2 separate regions of the Rattus norvegicus genome follow, and region 1 is linked to region 2. The links are chromatin contacts, called in public Hi-C maps. All regions are on one chromosome and are shown on one strand. The core of a region is the stretch at or near the end of the contact, and the rest is flanking DNA. Distances in the headings are between cores, read along the strand shown.

Region 1 (6,168 bases), core at 2,117-4,616, 140 kb before region 2:
GAGTTTGGGTAAAACTTAAGAATGTTTTAATAGGGCTAGAGAGATGGTTAAGAGCACTGACTGCTCTTCCAGAGGTCCTGAGTTCAATTCCCAGCAACCACATGGTGGTTCACAACCATCTGTAATGGGATCCGATGCTAGATGGCCTGATGCTTGCCAGATGAAAACCTTAAGAGGCATTCAGGGCCTTTCTGAGAGAAAGCATCAGATTGCAATGTAAGATAACACTTAAGTTGACAAGATAATAATAAAAAAAAATCCTTCCACTTTAGCCTCTAATCACAAAATGGTCTTGCCACAAAACCCTATATACTTGTAAAACATTAAGTAATCACAAGATTAAAGATATCACCTTTCCCCCAATATCTAGCTTCTAAATGGTCAGTTCTTCATAACTCCAGAATGCCACTTTTGTACTTTTCCTAATGCAAATTAAATTACTGGTATTAGGAAACTCCAACAGAAAATTTGAAAACCTATAATGTAATGATATAATATAAACATTGGAGTATTTAAATAATTTAAGGGTTTATATAACTTTGAGTTTTAAAGAAGGAAGCAGAAAGCAGTAACAACAGCAGCAAAATAAGAAAAGTTAACATCAGCAGACTGTTAAGCTTCTCAATCTTTAAAGTACACTTTCAAGCGACCAGGTAAAGTGGCCAGTTTGCATGTCCTTTATGGCAAAAGCTGTATCTGCAGAAGGCACAGTGCTGAGGACAGAACTCAGGATCCTGTGCAAGTGAGGTAAGCACCTTATTGCTGGCCCATAACCCTAGTCCTTTGCATGTCCTTCACGGGACTAAGGTTCCCCTGCACAGATGGACAAAGAGCTCTGCTGGTCAGAAAGGGATTCCTGAGCACACACTGGTCAGGGTGCAGACTGCAGACTTGCTCTTTTACCTCATTATCTCCCACGCCTGTTCCCTACCTTATCCTTCACCTAAAACTGTCCTCTCTCCTTTTTTTCTCCCCAGGCCTCTTACCATTCTGACATAACTATTAAAAAGTTGATATTAAAAATGAACATAGGGAGTTGGGGATTTAGCTCAGTGGTAGAGCGCTTGCCTAGCAAGCGCAAGGCCCTTGGTTCGGTCCCCAGCTCCGAAAAATAGAAAAGAAAAAAAAAATGAACATAGATGCAAGACAGTAACACAACCTTTGCTTTCCAGTTACCTGTTGTGCAAGACTGCTGAGTGGCCAAATCGGTTGACATCGTGATGGAGCTCAGGTCTGGGGAGAACTGACCATCGGTCACAAGCTAAGGGGAAGAAAAAGCACATTTCAGAGTAGGTTGTCTTATATAGTCCATGGAAACTATCAGTCTTTCTACAAAGAAGTGTAAGTTTTGATCCCAGCACTCAGAAGGCAGAAGCAGGAGGATCTCTGTGCATTCAAGGCTAGCCCGTTCTACATACTGAGTTTCAGACAGCCAGGACAGAGAAACCCTGTCTTAAACAAAGGCAAGATCAAAACAAAGAAGAATGCCTCATCCACAGCCTCATACAACATGCTTGTCTGTCTTTTTAGTTATGCTATTATGTGTAAACGACAGCAGCAATATTTCAGAACATGAAATAAACACACTGCACAGAAATGCTGATCAATATATTCATTCAATACCTACAGATCCCCTCCTGATGGTCATCACTCTACTGTCTACCGGTTTTACCTGCAGAATGTCTGCTTTAGTATGTGTGGTGCTAGAGATCAGACCCAGGGCCTCGTGTATAGCAGGCATCCCCAGAGCACCACAGTATTTTCTAACTTAAAAATGTTAATGCTAGGTACGCACCTATTTTAATTAGGACACACATCTGTAATCTTAGCACTTGGGAAGGTGGAGACAGGAGGAACAGGAGTTCAAGAAGAGCCTCGACAAGTGCACAGCGAATCTGAGGCCTTTGCAGATAAGCTTTAATAAAAATGAACACTCAGAGCACATATCTCACCGATGTCCTTCCTCAGCTGCCTGCACCCTAAATTATGCTAACGGATTTCTTTGTTGACAAATCTGAAGGGTTCTCCAGTCATTTTTAGCCACTCTTCTGGCAGTTAATTGTATCTCACAGGTCATTAATCTCACCTATTTTCTCCTGTTTCTCTGACACTCTCTTTACAGCCTCTACTCTTGTTCAGACTCTGTTCTCCAAGTGTCTCTGACTCTTGCTCATCTTTTATGCCCCACAATAACTCACCTCTCCTACAGTCTCCTCTTAGCCATCAGCTCTGTCCTAAAGACATTTCCAGTTGGATATGCCCCACACTTAGTTCATGCTCTTCTTCCCAGATCCTAGTCCCTGTTTTTATAATTTTTGCTATTTTTATTAAAGACATAGTCTTACTAGATAGCTCAGACTGGCCTCAATCCCACCATGTTTCTCACCCTCCTGGCCTTGTGCAATCATGTCCATAAGTTTTCCTCTATATGTGCTTTCAGTTTAACAAAGGTGGTCCACAGCAGACACTTGCCAAGAAAGGGCAGTTATGTTTCTGTCACAACACACAAGAGCCAGACACTAGCAGTTGTCACTGCTACTTCCATGGCCTTCACTCAAACCTCATTAGGACTTCTGCAGCAGTAGCCTCCTAATTGTCAATATGCCCCTTCCAAATCGGTTATCACAATGCACCCAACACATCTTCTCAAATTGGTCATGGTGGCCCACAAAGGCAGACATAGGATGGTTACCATAAGTCTTAAGCCAGCCTGGACCATAGTGTGAGGCCCAGACTTACAAAAAGAAAAACAAGAAAAATCTAAAATACCCACAAACAAACAAAAAAAGTACAACACACGCATATGACTCTATCACTTTCACTGTGAGACTTTTCAAAAGACCAATGATCCTTGCATTCTGAATAAGATCTGAACAGTCTAGTCTAACAGTTACCTGCTACCTTTTGTGCTACTACGTCAGAGAAAAGGGACAGTTCAAAAGTCCTAAATGTTTGCCATATACTTTTCCAGCTATTTGGTCTGTACTAAATGTCCCCTGCCTGGTAGGTCTACTTGACTCTCAGGGCTCCTCAGCAGCAGGCTAGCAAGGTTTCTCTTCAAGAATGCCTTTCCTGACCACCATGCTACCCCAGTGGCTTCAGAGTGCTCAGAGGTAATTTCATATCTTCTTTTCAGCAAGAATCCTCCTGAGTTACAATTATATTGTCTTCTCGTTTGTGCTCCCTTCAGCTTGAAGCTAAGAACTAAGTATAGTGTATCCGCCATTCTCAATTTAAAAGTTCAATGGCTAACAGAAACACATCTGTTAAAAACAAACATCTAGGGCTGGCAAGATGGCTCAACAGTTAAGAACACTCACTGTTCCTCCAAAGGATCTTGGCACAGTTCCCAGAACCCACGTGATGGCTCACAAAAGTCTGCAATTCCAGCTACAGGAAATCTAATGTCTACTTTTGGCCTCCACGAGCACTGAACATACATGGTGTGCTTAACATACATACATGCAAAACGCACATACACATAAAAGTAAACAAAATTTTCTTTAAAAAATGAACGCCTAGGGGGTTGGGGATTTGGCTCAGTGGTAGAGCGCTTGCCTAGCAATTGCAAGGGCCTGGGTTCGGTCCCCAGCTCCGAAAAAAAGAAAAAAAAAAATGAACGCCTAGCAGACTGGGTCAAAATCATAGAGACAAAGAGGATGATTTCAAGAGTCTGGTGTGAGGATGAAGAGAAGGACTATTGCTTAAGGGCAGAGTCTCAGTTACAGCAGACAGCATGCAGAGGGCGACATGGTGTGAATAACACTGTGGGTATATCTAGTTCACTTCAACTGATGAAAACAACAAAATGGTGAGTGTTGTTAAGTACATTTCACCACAATGAAAATAATTACAAAAACGAATCTCTAGTCAGGTGTGGTGGTACACATCTTTCATCTCAGCACTCAGGAGACAGAGGCTGGAGGATTTTTTCTGTGTTCAAGATCAGCTTGAAATATACTGAGCTCCAGGCAGTCAGACTACATAGTGAGACTGTCTCAAAGTGCAACAAAACAAAACAAACAGAAAGGACATCATATGGACTGTATTTACACAAAAGAGCAGTTGATGTTTGTTTTCTAGGAATAAACAGACATTGCCCTCTTCTAGCCACATGTATATTGCATGGACAGCATGTGTAAAGCCAGGTTTCTGGAAACAGCATATTCCCTAAAACTTAACCTAATGCAGGCAGTTACAACTACTACTACATAAGGCATTTATAAGGAAGGAGATGCCAGTTAACTCAGCCTTTAAAAAGATTCAAGCAATTAGCAAGAGTGATTTCAGAGTTTAATGTAGTTTAATGCAAAGTAATGCTTTTCAATAGATGTGTAACCCTACTCAATTAAATGCAAATTCAACCACTTGGACTTTTTTTAAGTGGTGCAATTATTTTGACATAGATATATTTTCAATCTTTAATGTTGCTCATAGGCAAATAAAATATTCCTGATCTAACCCATCTTTGGAAAGCTTACCAATGTCATAAGCCATGAAGTCTGAGGAGAAGCATTTGGCACCGTGGCTCATGGAAGTGTCATTGTGTGTGTTCCCTCCGAACACCAGCATGGTTCCACTCACTATCACAGCTGTATGCAAGTAACGGAAAAATCGGCTGTCCTTAAGAATGGTCCTTTTGAGTTTATTTAAAAATAATAAATATAAGGTTAGTTTTAGAAGAATACTTATCTATCTGGCAATTTACATGTAATTACTTTATAACTTCAGATTCAAATGTGCAATACTTGATTTCTCCTTGTATGTAAGCCACTTCCTTAAAAAAATCATGAAAATCTGATAAGAATTTTGGGAAACTATATTAAAAGCACTAAAATGTTCATTCTCTATGGCTCCATAATTCCACTTAAGAATTCCAGGTAAGAATTATGTGAAATACAAATCAAAATTTATGTTCAGTGTTTTATTAGTATGGCAGAACCGCCAACCACATAGGCTCAGTGGTTCACAGCCACTAAAGACAGTGATCCTCAGGACCCATAAATTACATTCACAGCATGATCTCTAATGTATGTTGAGAGAGAGGGACAGAAAGGAAGAGGGAGGGAGTAGGAGGAGGAGAGAGATACAGAGAGACTAGTGCTTTATAATTACATCATAATTCAAATTTATTTCCACTTGCTAAAAGTAGTATGCATACTCTTACAGGCGAGCTTCAGTTCCAAGGAGGGAAACTTAATCAAACAGGCATGAGAGCATCGTATTTGACAGTTTAAACAGATAAAGATGGTATAGCCTATTCATGTGCACAGTCCTGGGTTTGGTCCCCAACACCAAAAAGGAAAAAGAAAGGCTATGCTTTTTAAGTATTGATAAAATCAGCACAACGGTTATTGCTGAGAATTCTGAAGGGAGGAAATCTACACTAGCGATCAGTGGATGAGAACAGAAATCAGTCTAAAACACTAAGCACTTTTTAACTATCTTAAGAGCAGAAAAACTAACAGATAGCAACAACACAATTATTACTTTAACTCTATTACTGTATTTATCTGCTAACTTTGTTACATACAGTGCTGACAAAAGTCAAACAACACAGTATTTTTCAATCAACTGCCTCTGCAGATTCTATACCATCAAGGGAAAGCTCAGGAAAACACCCACCACATCTGAGTGTCCACATGGTATCTGTAGAGGTCATCTGCAAGCCGGTACTTGTTGGCGCTGAAAGCCTTGTAGCCACCATGAACATACAGAGCCTTGGTCCTGTGATCATAAACACTGCTGTGGCCATAACCCCCTTGCACTAGAGCACCTTGAGTTTGTAATATACTCCATGTGTTCTTTTCTGAAAAAGAGACAATAGTTAGTCAATGTTGCAGGCTCCTCTTCTTATAAAATATTAAATGATTTAAACTATTTACACATTAGTTTAAAATTTAAATATCTTAGAGCAAAAAAGGGCATTCAGGCCATCCTTCCATCTTATTTATAAGGAAGTCCATCTAGGCAAGCCTGTATATAATCAGCACCAACTGCGCTCAGTGTGTCAACCCTCACCCTGAAAGGGAGGATCAGGCTGGGAAGAAGGTGTATTGGGAAGAGCCTAGGGGAGCTGGATGGGAGGAATGGTGCTGTATATGAACAAGATATATTGTATTCATATATGAAATTTCACAGAACAAGTTTTTAAAGATGCATTTTGTT
Region 2 (6,249 bases), core at 3,449-5,948:
GTCCTTTGTGTATATGCTCAGCATAGGCAGACCATATAGTAGTTCTGTTTCTAGCTTTTCTTTTTCTTTTTTTTTTTATTGAATTTTTTAAAATTTACATTTCAAGTGTTATTCCCTTTCCCGGTTTCCTGGACATAAGGCTCCTATCCCCTTTCCCTCCCCTTCCTTCTATAAGGGTATTCCCTTCCCTGTCCATCCCCCCTTCCGACATTCCCCTGCAATGGAGGTCCCCCCTTGGCAGGACCAAGGGCTTCTCCATCCATTGGTTCCCAACAAGGCCATCCTCTACTACATATACAGCTGGAGCCATGGGTCTGTCCATGTATAGTCTTTGGGTAGTGGTTTAGTCCCTGGAAGCTCTGGTTGGTTGGCATTATTGTTCTTATGGGGTTGCAAGCCCCTGAAGCTCTTTCAATCCTTTCTCTAATTCCTCCAACGGTGGTCTCATTCTCAGTTCATTGGTTTGCTACTAGCATTCACCTCTGTATTTGTCATGCTCTGACTATGTCTGTCAGGAGACATCTATCTGGCTCCTGTCAGCATGCACTTCTTAACTTCATCAATCTTATCTAGTTTTGTTGGCTGTATATGTATGGGCCACTTGTGGGGCAGGCTCTGAATGGCCGTTCCTCCAGTCTCTGCTCCAAACTTTGTCTCCATATCCCCTCCTATGAATATTTTTGTCCTACGTTTTAAGAAGGAATGAAGCATCCACACTTGGTCATCCTTCTTCTTGAGCTTCATGTGGTCTGTGGATTGTATCTTGGGTAATTTGAGCTTTTGGGCTAATATCCACTTATCAGTAAGTACATATCATGTGTGTTTTTCTGTGATTGGGTTACCTCACTCAGGATGATATTTTCTAGTTCCATCCACTCGCCTGTGAATTTCATGAAGTCATTGTTTTTGATATCTGAGTAGTACTCCATTGTGTAGATGTACCACATTTTCTGTATCCATTACTCTGTTGAGAGACATCTGGGTTCTTTCCAGCTTCTGGCTATTATAAATAAGGCTGCTATGAACATAGTGGAGCACGTGTCTTTGTTGTATGTTGGAGCATCTTTTGTTCCTAGCTTTTTAAGACACCTCTACACATTGATTTCCATAGTATCTGCAGCAGTTTATACCCTACCATACATACATTCCTACCAACTAGTAGATAGGGGTCGCTGTTTCCCCGTGTTCTCTTTAGTACTTGTCACTTGTTTTCTTAATGACAGACATTATCACTGTGGTAAGATGGAATCTCAAAGTAGTATAATTTGCATCACTAATGGTTAATGATATCCAACAGTTAAAAATGTTTATGGGCTAAGAGTTAGACATGGAGGTGGTGGGGAAGAATCAGGCTTGACCATGAAGTTAGGTATTCATCTTTGGGGTTACTGACAGGAGTAGAGAGAGACGGAAAAGCAAGAGAGTCCATTGAAATTGTATTGTTTAGGAATGTATGTCTCCTTATATCTGGGTGCAAGGAATAGTCCTTCTACCAAAAGGAGTAGTAGCTCTCTAAAGAGAGGGTGTCTTCTGTGTCTTCTGTGCTGAGAGTCTAGTCCTGTGGGATAGCTAGAGCTTAGTTTAGTGAGGCCTTTATATCAATTTTTGGTTTTGTTTGTTGCTTTTGAGACAAACTAAGAAAGGCTAAATTTAGGCTAAAGCAGTATAGAAACTTTTCTTTGAAAATCAGCAAAAGTAAAAAGACATTGGAAGGGGCTGGGGATTTAGCTCTGTGGTAGCACAAGGCCCTGGGTTCAGTCCCCAGCTCTGGAAAAAAAAGAACCAAAAAAAAAAAAAAGATGTTGGAAATTCTTGGCATCAGCTGATTAATTATGAATGGGACCATGGTGCCATCTTAGTTCATTGTCCATTGTCCAAATAGTCTTTAGACCACTTACACTAAATCTCTTTGAGAGCATGGACAAGAAGGATACGGTTCTGATTAAAGAGCTAGGTACTACTTGCCTTACCTAACAAGACCATTCCTCTAGTGTGTACCTTTTCAGACTCTCACACTTCCTCACTCAAGAAACTCTGTTGTTCTGTTTCAGCTGCAGCCGACTGCGCCAGGTTCAAAGTGTCCTGACCCAGAGCAGCAAGTCTCAACCTGACGGGATTCTCTGCATCCTAGGTCAGTGCTTTCTTATGAGTTTGTAGTCTTGATCTCAGGAAGATGCTAGTAATGCTATCGTGTAAGGTACGTTAAAGGCTAGAATCTTCCCAGTTCTCATTCCTGTGACATCTGATCCATCTTACTGAGGGTGAATATTAAGAGGGTGTCAGTGAGATAAAGAGGGAGCTCCTACCACAGGCTCCTGCCTGCCTTTGACTGTCCTGACACTTACTCTGTAGACCATGCTGGCTTCTGCCTCTTTAGTTCTGGTAGTAAAGCCCTGCGCCACTGTGCCCAGCTACAACCCTTTCTTTTCAAACCACATGGAGAATAGCTGCTTGACTCTGATCCTCCCATCCTGCCAACAGCTGTAGTCCTAGGATGCGAAGTCACTGAGAGACAGAAGTGAAGACAGTGTCATTTAATTTCCTTTTGTCTCTGGTTCCGCCTTTCTAGACTGACCTTAGTGAAGGTCGTCTGCAGGGGTGTATACCTCCGCACCATACCTTACAGTGCAGTGCTAAGCTTTGCTTCCGACACTTGGGAAGGCTCAGTGTGTGTTAGTCTATCCACTTGTCCTCTTCTTTTTCAAATCACCTTAACTTGTTTTTATTTGTACATATTTTCCATAGAGATCTCTTTGAGATCTATTCTTCAGCTAACAAAATGTTCCAAGATCTGTAGATCCATAGAAGACCATATGTTCTGGTTCTTTCTGCCCTTAAGAATTGCACATGTCGGCTGGAGGTGGTTCCGTAGATAAGAGCACCCACATGGTGACTCATAACCATCTGTAACTCTAATTCCAGGGTATCAGATCCCCTAGATCATGGAGGGTGCTCTTCTGGCCTCCTTTGGTACCAGACACACATGATATACATATACATGGAATTTAAACACCCACACATGTAAAGTAAAACCTGAAAGAAAAAAATGCTTTTCAGCATTAGTAATCTTGTTGCTTAATTCTTTTTTTTTTTTTTTTTTTTGGTTCTTTTTTTCGGAGCTGGGGACCGAACCCAGGGCCTTGCGCTTCCTAGGTAAGCGCTCTACCACTGAGCTAAATCCCCAGCCCCTTGTTGCTTAATTCTTTGACCTGTGTAGGTCTTGAGATCCAAGGAAGGTACCGTATGCCTCAGCCTGTTTCTCACACAAGGGGTTGTTCATTTAGTTTTAGCACAAAACTGGTTTGACCATCAAGGCTTTACTAAACGGGCAAATCGTTGGCACTTTCTGTATTCCACGGTGCAGGACAGCGAGTCACAGGCTTCTTTGCTTTGCAGGAATTGACAGCAGGTACAACGAAGGCTGTAGAGAGCTGGCAAATTACCTTCTGTTTGGTTTATACAGTCAGAATACCACTGATTTTGAGAAAACTGGATTTTCTGAAGAAATCCTAGATGGTAAGTCTGTATTACATTGGCAAATTATAGGAGACAGTGATTTATTTCTTTGGACCCTTAATTCATGATGTTTTTGTAAAAATTGTTTTAGTTTTAATTTTACTGTATCATATGAGTGTTTTGCTTGTGTGTGTGTGTGTGTGTGTGCATGTGAGCATGTATGCATACTTGGTGCCCTTGGAAGCCAGAAGATGACATCAGGTCCCCTGGACCTAGAGTTACAGATGGTTGTGAATCTCCATTCAGGTGTTGGGAATCGAATCCAGATCTCTGGAAGAATAACAAGTACGTTTAACTGCTGAGCCATCCTGACAGCCCCAGCTCATGATTTTTTATTTCTGTTTCTGTGGTTTGGGGTTTTGTCATTGCTGTTTATTTGTTTTGAGATAGTCTCATAAAGCTTTAGCTGGCTTGAAACTAACTGTGTAGACCAGACTGGCCTTGAATTCTGAGATCTACCTGCCTCTGCCTTCCTAGTAGTGGGATTAAAGACACACATCCAGCACCACATTTGTGATCTTTTAATAGGAAATTATAATCAGAATTTAAGTAGTCCAAAACTCCAGTAAATTTTTGCCTTATTTTGTTTTACTTTTTGAGTGATGTGTGATTCCCCTAATTGGTCTTAAAATTGGCAACCCCCTGGCCTCGGCCTCCCAAGTAGCTGGGATTACACCAGGCAAGATTTTATCTTTTTAATAGTGAAAAATAGCATTTCCTTGTTAGCCTATTAAAATAGGACATTCCTATTGGTCATGCAGTGGACAACAGACTATCAACAGCAGTTTCCAGAATACATTTATTGGTAAATCATTTTGAGACCAAAAGCAGACCTTGGCGTTTGGATTTGTCTCTTGGCAGGGTACTAGTTTTTCTTAGTATTGCCGCTGCTCCTTTTCCCTGAAGGTTCAGATTGTGTACTGTTGCCAGTGAGAGCATTCTCTGCTTTGAGGCAAAGACGAGCTGCTCTTGTAAGCTGCTCTTGTGAGAAAGAAGATTTTATGTGGATCTTTAGCTGAGGAACAAGGGGCTATTGTCCTGCTGTCTTTGGGAATTGTTTTTTGTGTGACTTTAATACAATGGAGTCTTTCTGCCTGCAGTCAGCTTTCTCTGGCTTGGAGACACTGCATGTGTTGATGCTCCTGTGGGCTGTTGCCCGGGAGCTACTTCTCATATCATATACTTAGCATTATAAATTGTCTGCAAGATGAGTCAGGAGACATAGAACAAACAAGTAAAACTGGACAAGAGACAAGACACTTGCAAGGCAGCTGGGAGACCATGAAGGCAAACATTGGATGTCAGATGATCTCACTTGAATAGTGTGGTCTCAGAGGGAGGGCAGTTTTGTCCCTTGGGAGACATTTAGCAATGTCTGAAGACATTTTTGATGGCCGTGGCTCAGTATGTGGCACTACTGGCATCTAGTGGACACCAGGGCTGCTGCTAAACATCACAAAATAAACAAGAAAGCCCCAGTTACACAATGAAGAGTTTTCTTATTAAACTGTAAATAATTCTGAGTTGTATCGTCTTTGAAATTCTTACCTTGGTAACAACCCCAATACTATCCATATAGTTTAGTTAGAGCTGTCCTTCTTATTATGAATGCAGAAAAAGGAGACGGAAAATACTTGGAGTTAGTATCCTTCCTTTCTTTGTGTTTTCTTCCTCATCTTTCTGTCTGAGGTATGCTCTCACTCTGTATCAGGCTGGCTTCAGACCAGGTGCTTCTCAGCCTCTTGGGTTCTGGGTTTGCATGCAGGAGCCACCACTGTGATCTTCATCCGGTCCTTTTCTTTTTAGATTTTGATATTATAATACAATGTAACACCTTTTCCTTCCCTTTCCTTCTCTTCACTCCCAACCAATGTTCACTACCTATGGTTCATGACCCCTTTGGCAACCCTCTGTCTCTAAAAAACATTTACATTGTGACAAATAACAGTTATGAAAGAGCAACAATAATAATTTTATGCTTGGTGATCACCACAACATGAGGAAAAGTATTAAAGGGTCACAGCATTAGGAAGGTTGAAAATCACTGCTCTAAAACCTCTCATATGTCACTGGACAGGCAATCAGCGTGCTCTTTCCTAGGTAGGGACAACTCTCCTGCTCCCAGCTTTTCTCAGTTGCCATAGTTTTTTGTGTAGGGTTGAGGTTTCCTGGACTTTTCTCTGTCCACTTTGACATGTCATTGGTGGGGTCCTTGTTTAGCTCATGTTTGGGCAGTCATGTTGGTGAGAGTTTATGGATGTAGCTTCTAACGGTACTAGAAGACACCATCAATTATTCAATTTACTTTTTGTTTGTTTGTTTCAGATTTTGATTTTAAATTTCTTGGCCAGGCAATGTGTTTCAAGCCTTTTAATCCCAGGACTTGGGAGGCAGAGGCCGGTGCATCTCTGTGCAGTTAAGGCTTGCCTGGTCTACATAGTAGATTCCAAGACAGGGCTATAGAAAGACCCTTCCTTGAATAAAATAAAATAACATTTCTTTCAGGGGTCTGGGGAGATGGCTCAATGGTTAAGAGAACTGGCTGTTCCTCCAGAGGACTGGAGCCAATTCCTTATGCCTAGACGACTACTCACAACTGTCTGCAGCTTGAGTCGGAGGGGATCAGACCTCCTCTCCTGGCCTGTCTGCAGCTACCAGGCATACACGTGATATCTAGTCATATATGCAAGCACAGTACCCATGTGAATAAAATAAGATAAAAAAAATGAAGTA

The links. A called contact is a pair of places that touch in the nucleus more often than the background predicts.
Region 1: a contact with region 2 is called in a Hi-C map of Schwann cells, with 2.7 times the contacts expected there. The contact joins two enhancer-like sites. A contact is called at or near these places in 12 of 12 Hi-C or Micro-C datasets (the A7r5 cell line, the Rat2 cell line, Schwann cells and 7 more) and 1 of 1 datasets of contacts at active chromatin or transcription factors (oligodendrocytes).

Annotation. Positions count from the first base shown.
Region 1 is chr3:138,623,474-138,629,641 of GRCr8, reverse strand. Atrn (attractin) reads right to left here. Exons shown (of 29, transcript NM_031351.2): 9 at 5,626-5,809; 10 at 4,482-4,636; 11 at 1,177-1,261. Among named protein-coding and RNA genes, the nearest start is that of Atrn, 63 kb to the right of the region's middle. Within about 2 kb of position 3,366, at least 24 of the 93 cell types and tissues checked have an H3K27ac peak or open chromatin away from gene starts, as enhancers often do. A contact at or near this core is called in Schwann cells, where this site is marked.
Region 2 is chr3:138,485,555-138,491,803 of GRCr8, reverse strand. Dnaaf9 (dynein axonemal assembly factor 9) reads left to right here. Exons shown (of 37, transcript NM_001109206.1): 2 at 2,052-2,131; 3 at 3,397-3,516. Among named protein-coding and RNA genes, the nearest start is that of Dnaaf9, 17 kb to the left of the region's middle. Within about 2 kb of position 4,698, at least 60 of the 93 cell types and tissues checked have an H3K27ac peak or open chromatin away from gene starts, as enhancers often do. A contact at or near this core is called in Schwann cells, where this site is marked.